Linked DNA regions of Mus musculus: region 1 is linked to region 2. Evidence: chromatin contacts called from public Hi-C data. All regions are on one chromosome and are shown on one strand. Each heading gives the region's core, a stretch centred on a gene start, on an enhancer-like site or on the middle of the called end of the contact. The rest is flanking DNA. Distances are from core to core; before and after follow the strand shown.

What was found. Hi-C and Micro-C count contacts between places; a contact is called where the count stands out from the background.
Region 1: a Hi-C map of forebrain shows a contact between it and region 2, with 3 times the contacts expected there. The contact joins the promoter of Zfp354b here to the enhancer-like site in region 2. A contact is called at or near these places in 2 of 39 promoter capture datasets (pre-B cells and stem cell-derived epiblast-like cells), 2 of 15 datasets of contacts at CTCF or cohesin (embryonic stem cells and pro-B cells), 21 of 484 Hi-C or Micro-C datasets (B cells, the HL-1 cell line, the N1E-115 cell line and 3 more), 2 of 115 datasets of contacts at active chromatin or transcription factors (both in embryonic stem cells) and 1 of 9 other capture datasets (liver).

The regions. Positions count from the first base shown.
Region 1 is chr11:50,930,229-50,932,937 of GRCm38.p6, forward strand. It overlaps Zfp354b (zinc finger protein 354B), which reads right to left and starts at 1,407. Exons shown (of 5, transcript NM_013744.3): 1 at 1,277-1,407; 2 at 673-757. The coding sequence starts at 705.
Region 2 is chr11:50,767,939-50,770,962 of GRCm38.p6, forward strand. The region is part of intron 5 of Adamts2 (a disintegrin-like and metallopeptidase (reprolysin type) with thrombospondin type 1 motif, 2); the gene reads left to right. Among named protein-coding and RNA genes, the nearest start is that of Zfp354c, 58 kb to the right of the region's middle. Within about 2 kb of position 1,398, at least 67 of the 459 cell types and tissues checked have an H3K27ac peak or open chromatin away from gene starts, as enhancers often do. A contact at or near this core is called in forebrain, where this site is marked.

The DNA of each region.
Region 1 (2,709 bases), core at 157-2,656, 160 kb after region 2:
CACAGATGGTAACAGAGGGGGTAGGGTAAAAATCAACGGTCTTGAGCCTCCCACTGTGCTTTCTAATTTTCTGTCAAATATCCCAGGAAACCCTCTTCATGGCTTCTTGATAAGTCGTCTCCTTGCTCTCAGAGTGAGGCTCCTGACACTGTGTCCCCTGCAGTATGGCTTTCCCCTGTCCACGCAGCAGCTCACCTCGATGGGGGCAGCTCTATATTCCCGCTCCTCCAAATGGCAGGTCAAGAGTAGTTGTTTTCACAAGAATGGTACAATCCAAACCTAGGATCTACAGAGTATAGGAGGGGAACCACGGGATGGAGGAGCGCCGCAAGCATTCTTAAGGGCAAAAAGAAATAGATGGGCAATCCAGGTGAGGGCTGAGAAAAATAAACATGAGGGAAGCAGACCAGAAAGGACTTCCGCCAGCTGTGTCCCTAGTGATAACGGACATCTGCATGTCGCTGTCAATGTAGTAAGCACAACAGACCGGGATCAGCTAACAGCAACGCAATATACTGTGAGCGAGCGTGCAGTGTGCTTCCTAGACAACCAGCTCCTCCAAGAGCACCAAGTCCTGGTGAAGGGTCTACTGGGCGGAGAGCCTCAGTCTGGAAGGAAAACCAAAACCATATAAAATACTCCTGCCATGAACTGAGACGGCAATGCGCTCACCTGAGACTTCCCTTCCCTTTGCTCTGGAGCCATGCTCACTTTCTGGGCTTTTCTCAAAGATGGGTACAGTGTCCAAAAATGCGATCTGAGGGAAGAAGAAAGAAAGATTGCTTCGCACCCCTCAGAAGCCGCATCTCCGAATGCGTTCCACCAGCTGAGCCTGGCGCTTCTGCTTCCAGAACGGAAAGCGGGAGCTGGGGGCGGGCGGCAGAGAATTGACAGGTCACCACTCTTCTGGTCTCTAGATTTTCAGAAACAAGACTCAGGCGACACTGGACTCCATGTCACCGAGGAGACTCACTATGCCTCCGCGAGTCAGGCATCACCCTATGCTGTTCACCCCAGCTCAGTTGGCAGTGCCAACCCCCTTCAGATCAGAGTGCACTGAGGCCAGAGTGCAGCCACAGTGGGAACACAAACGTTTTTCACCCGTTTAGATCTGACCACGGGCCCACTCCACGTGCAGCCCACCCAACTGCTCTGCTGCTGTCAAGGGATCAATTTCCACATCCCCAGAGAAAACTCCAGAAAGGGGACCAGTGACTCATGGCGGCCCACGCTGAAGTCGCCACAGGCCTCCGTGTCCTCCAGCCTGGCCGCTCACCTCCCCCCTGCTCCCGCCACGCCTCATGAAGGCTCGCAGCTGCCACGCTTGGAGACTCAGACTGGGGAGCTAGATCAGGGCAGAGAATCGAGCCACAGACACCCGGCGGCCTGATAGATCTCACAGGGGGCGGGGCTGGAGGGGGGAATAATGAGGATAGCTGATGCAGAGGCCTCTGGGAAATGTAGTTTACCTCGGGACTCAAGGATTCTGGGATATAAAGTTGACCGCTTTGGTGCGCAGCTGCGGTGGAGAGCCCCCCCTCCCCAAACTCCCAAAAGGCCCCGGGTCACTAGCTCTGTGAAGTCTTAGATGTGGTATGCATTTTAATTCCATTTGTGTGGATGGGGTAAGGCCAGCCCACAGCGGCCAGAAACAGACTGGCAGTTACGTATTAACATCATGTTGTAAGCCTTTTGAAATAAATCAAAGAACAAAAGGGACCTCACTTGGTAAGCAGTGGTTTTTAGTAGGATAAAGTGTAGACAGTGAGCTGTGGAAATAATTATATATTGATTTAGACTCAGAGGGTGTTACAGGAAAATGCAAAAGAAAGGCTAGCTGAAACCTGGCACTCTGGGATTTAAAATAAAAATGAATGAATAAATGAATACATGAATGAATGAATGAATGAATGGAAAATGATAGATGAAGACGCCTGATATTAACCTCTGGTCTGAGTACAATGTACAACACACACACACACACACACACACACACACACACACACTCCAAAGCATAGAAAATATGATTGTGGAAGCCATAGTATGCCAGTGTGACACACAATACAGTACATCCCTCTGTCCACATATCTTCATTTGCAAATGTTTGTTGTAATGAGTCATTGATCTGGTTCAAGATCTCTGGCTTCTATGACACCATCAATATTGGACCCTCACTGAGACTCCTCCCAATTATCCTGTTGTCACCCTGTGTGTTAAAGATCCTGTAACAGCTTTGGATCGGCAGGACTGGCCCTTTCATGTGCCCCAACAATTCACACATGATACAGATTTTAGGAAGGGACAACCAGAGCCCTGGATCTGGGCCTGGGTGGCAGCTGAGTTGATGAGCTCAATGGCTGCCCCTTATCTGAATCACCAGGGTAAACTCTCCAGTACTGTTCAGCAAGGCCACCCAATGCCACAGTCAGCAGAAGGCAGAATCACCTCTCCTACTCCCATGCCTTTGGGTCAGCTCACCAGCACCTTTGTCATCAGGGCATCTTCACTGAGTTGCCCAGATGAGCTGTAGGGCCTGCTCTCCAGAGTGCTGCAGTCAGTGACAGGGCAGGACCGGCTCTCCTACTCTCATGCCCTCCAGGTGCTACCTCAGATGGTAAGGGACAGGGTGGGGGAGGGTACCACCACCCCTCCCCCGTCACCCAGGCCATTGCTGAGCCTTATCTCTTACAGGATAAGGTGTTCACAGGG
Region 2 (3,024 bases), core at 148-2,647:
CTGAAGCCCCCACCCCCACCCCCACCTGGCTTTCAGGCTCCCTTCGCTGGGAGTCAGATGACTTTATTTATACCTCCTTCGGGGATTCCAGGCCCTGTGGTCCAGCGGTATTTCTCCCCAAGGAGGAGAGTACAGTCACATAACCGTCAAAGCCGTGTATGTTTTAATCACTCCGTCTTGGTGATGTTGCCTGGGAGGACGCGTCATAGTGTCCTCAGAGCCTTGCTCAGCTCACTGTCTCAGGCATCCTGTCATGGGACTGACAGGCATCCCCTGATGATAAGGGGGCACCCATAGTCACTGTCACCATCTCCATATGACAGTGAAAACGTGGCTCCACGGGGTGAGTGATCTACCAAAAGTCATACATGACAGCCACTTTGTCCCTAGAGGATGAGCCAGTTGCTGTCATTCTGTCAGGCTAGAGAGCACAGATCTTGGGTGAGCTGAGCCTGGCTCCCCTGTGCCATTCCCCCTATGTCCAATGCTCCCAACCGATGGTTCTACAACTTTATGCCCACACTCACGGACTCGGGTTGATGTTTAGAGACACTTTCACTGTTATAATTTGGGAGATGCTCAGGACACACACACACACACACACACACACACACACACACACACACACACAGTTAACTGGCCCCAAAGGTCAGCAATACTGAAGCTGAGAAGAGAGCTCTACACAGCCTGAATCTCAGCCCTGTGTGTGCTTTCTTAATTCCTGCCTGGTGGGCTAGCCTGAGGTCTCCCAGGGCCAGGGCATTCTGGGATGGGTTTGGTACCAGCTGAAGCCAGGTCTCCTTGCAGCCTGAACCACTGGCACTAGAGTGGGCCACATGGTCACTGCCAGAGTAGACAAGGAAAAAGACTTGTGGGTATGGACTGTGTCTTGCTTTCTTAAGGGAAGGGTTTATATCCGTTTATAGCTCCAGGTTACAGTCCATTATGGAGGGAAAAGCCACAGTGGCAAGAGCTTGAGGTAGCTGGTCATGTCACATTATCCGTCAAACCAAAGAACAACCTATCCTTAGCTCTGTTCAGTTCTGTCCTCCCCAGGCTTCCAGTCAGCAAATGGCGCCACCATGGTGGGTGTGTCTTCTCACCTCAGTTAACAGAATCAATACAATCCCTTACAGGCACGCTCAAATCTCCCAGGGGATTATAGATTCTCAGATGGGTGTTAACAATAACTATTGCAAACTGGATGTCCTGCCCAAACAGTCACAGGTCAAAGTTCCTGAGCCCTAAGCTGGGTACTCAGGTTGGACCCAAACACTTTGGGTCAGAGGAGCCCAGAAAGGGACTGAAAGTGTCCAAGAACAGTAGTGCACCCTGTACCCCACACCTCCAGCTCCCTGTCCGTGGCCCTGGGATTGGGTGTGTGCTCACAGACACCACGTGGTGGCGCCCAGCCTGCAGAGCCTTCCTGTTGGCAGGCATGGAGACTGGCCTCCAAACAGCAGATCCCGTTTTTTCTGTCTCCTTGACCGAAGGAGGGAAGAACATAAATAATTCAGCGCATTCCACAGTAAACAGTCAAGTGTCAAGAGAGCAGCGGTTGGAATACAGCTCTCTGCACAAGCCTTAATTGGTTTGTTTAGGGTGAGACCCCAGAATCTGTCTGGTGTCTAGAGGGCTACCATTGCCCGGCTGCAAGTCAGATCTGCCGCCCAGCCTGGAGGAGCTGTGTTCCTTAGCCTGCCGACCTCCCTCAGGATCTTGGCATTGCATTCTTGTAGCAGCAGCGCCACCTGGTGGTTATTTCCATAGCCCGCCCTTCCTTTGCCTTCTGTCTAGAAGTAGACCTACTTCCAGCCAAACTTCCTCCTAACCTTTGTATGACGTCCACCTCCACCTCAGGATTTGGAGTCAACGACTTTAATGGCAAGAGGTGAAGTTTCTTATCTGGGAATTAGGATAATGACAGTGCTTATGTCCTAGGCAGTTTTGAATTTTAAATGAGACGTATGCAGAGGCTTGTTCTCAAAGAGCCAAGAATTTGGCTGTTGCCATCAGCATTTGGGCTTGTCCCTGCTGGTGATGCTTTTCCATGAGTTCCTAGGAATGTTCCTGCAGCCTCTAGGCCCTCCCTGGCCCAGCGTGACTCTCCAGCGTGTGTATATTTGATTTTTGTTCATTCATTAATTCATCCCATTTGTGATCATCATGAATGCTCATTGAACAGCACAGGGACAGCCTCGACCCTGTCTAACAAGCAGTGTATCTAGATATGGCCCTGTGGGAGCCCACAGCCAGCTTGGGTCTCTCTCCAAGGGCCTAGACATGTTCAGTTGTCCTAGATATCTCTGCCTCAAGCTAAGCTCTTTAAAAGGTGTTTAAATAATGTGTGCATGTGTGGAGGTCAGTAGGCATGGTTATGTGCATGAGAGTAGGGAAGGTCCTCTGAGCTGGAGCTGGGGCTACAGGTCCTCTGCAAGAGCAGTATGCACTCTTGAGCACTGATCCATCTCTCCAGACCCTTGGGAGGAGTCTTTTAAGGTCATGTGGGGAAAGACAGCTTGTGGGTCCCAAGTGGAAAGTATGGAGGGTGAGGGAAAAGGGCATGGGGAAAGAGACAGAAACTTCTTTGTGCTTCTAAGGCACATCAGCTGCTTTTCAGCCCTTTAAGCCTCGATTCTATTAGCTTAGCTTGGGTGGCTTAGCTTGGGCCCCAAGGTTGCCTCTTGGCCTGAAGGCGACCAATTGTATATACATTTAGTGGTGGATCCTGTTCCTTGGAATCAGGAAGCAGGCACTCCCTGGAGATTTCACCAGGTGAACAAACTATACAGAAAAGACCATCTTCAAGATAGATTCGCCACAGCACCGTGACCAGATCGCACACCCTCCCTGTTAAGTCGTGAGGCACTCCCCACACATCCTCTGCCCATGTCCACACCCCCTGGCCCTGACATCTCCTGTCGCCCACCAGATGTTGACCCTTTAACAGTGCAGTGAGCCACACTTACTTCCCCTTCCTGACTGCTCCCCCCCATAAGAATCTGCTCTTTCTAAAATGCATAT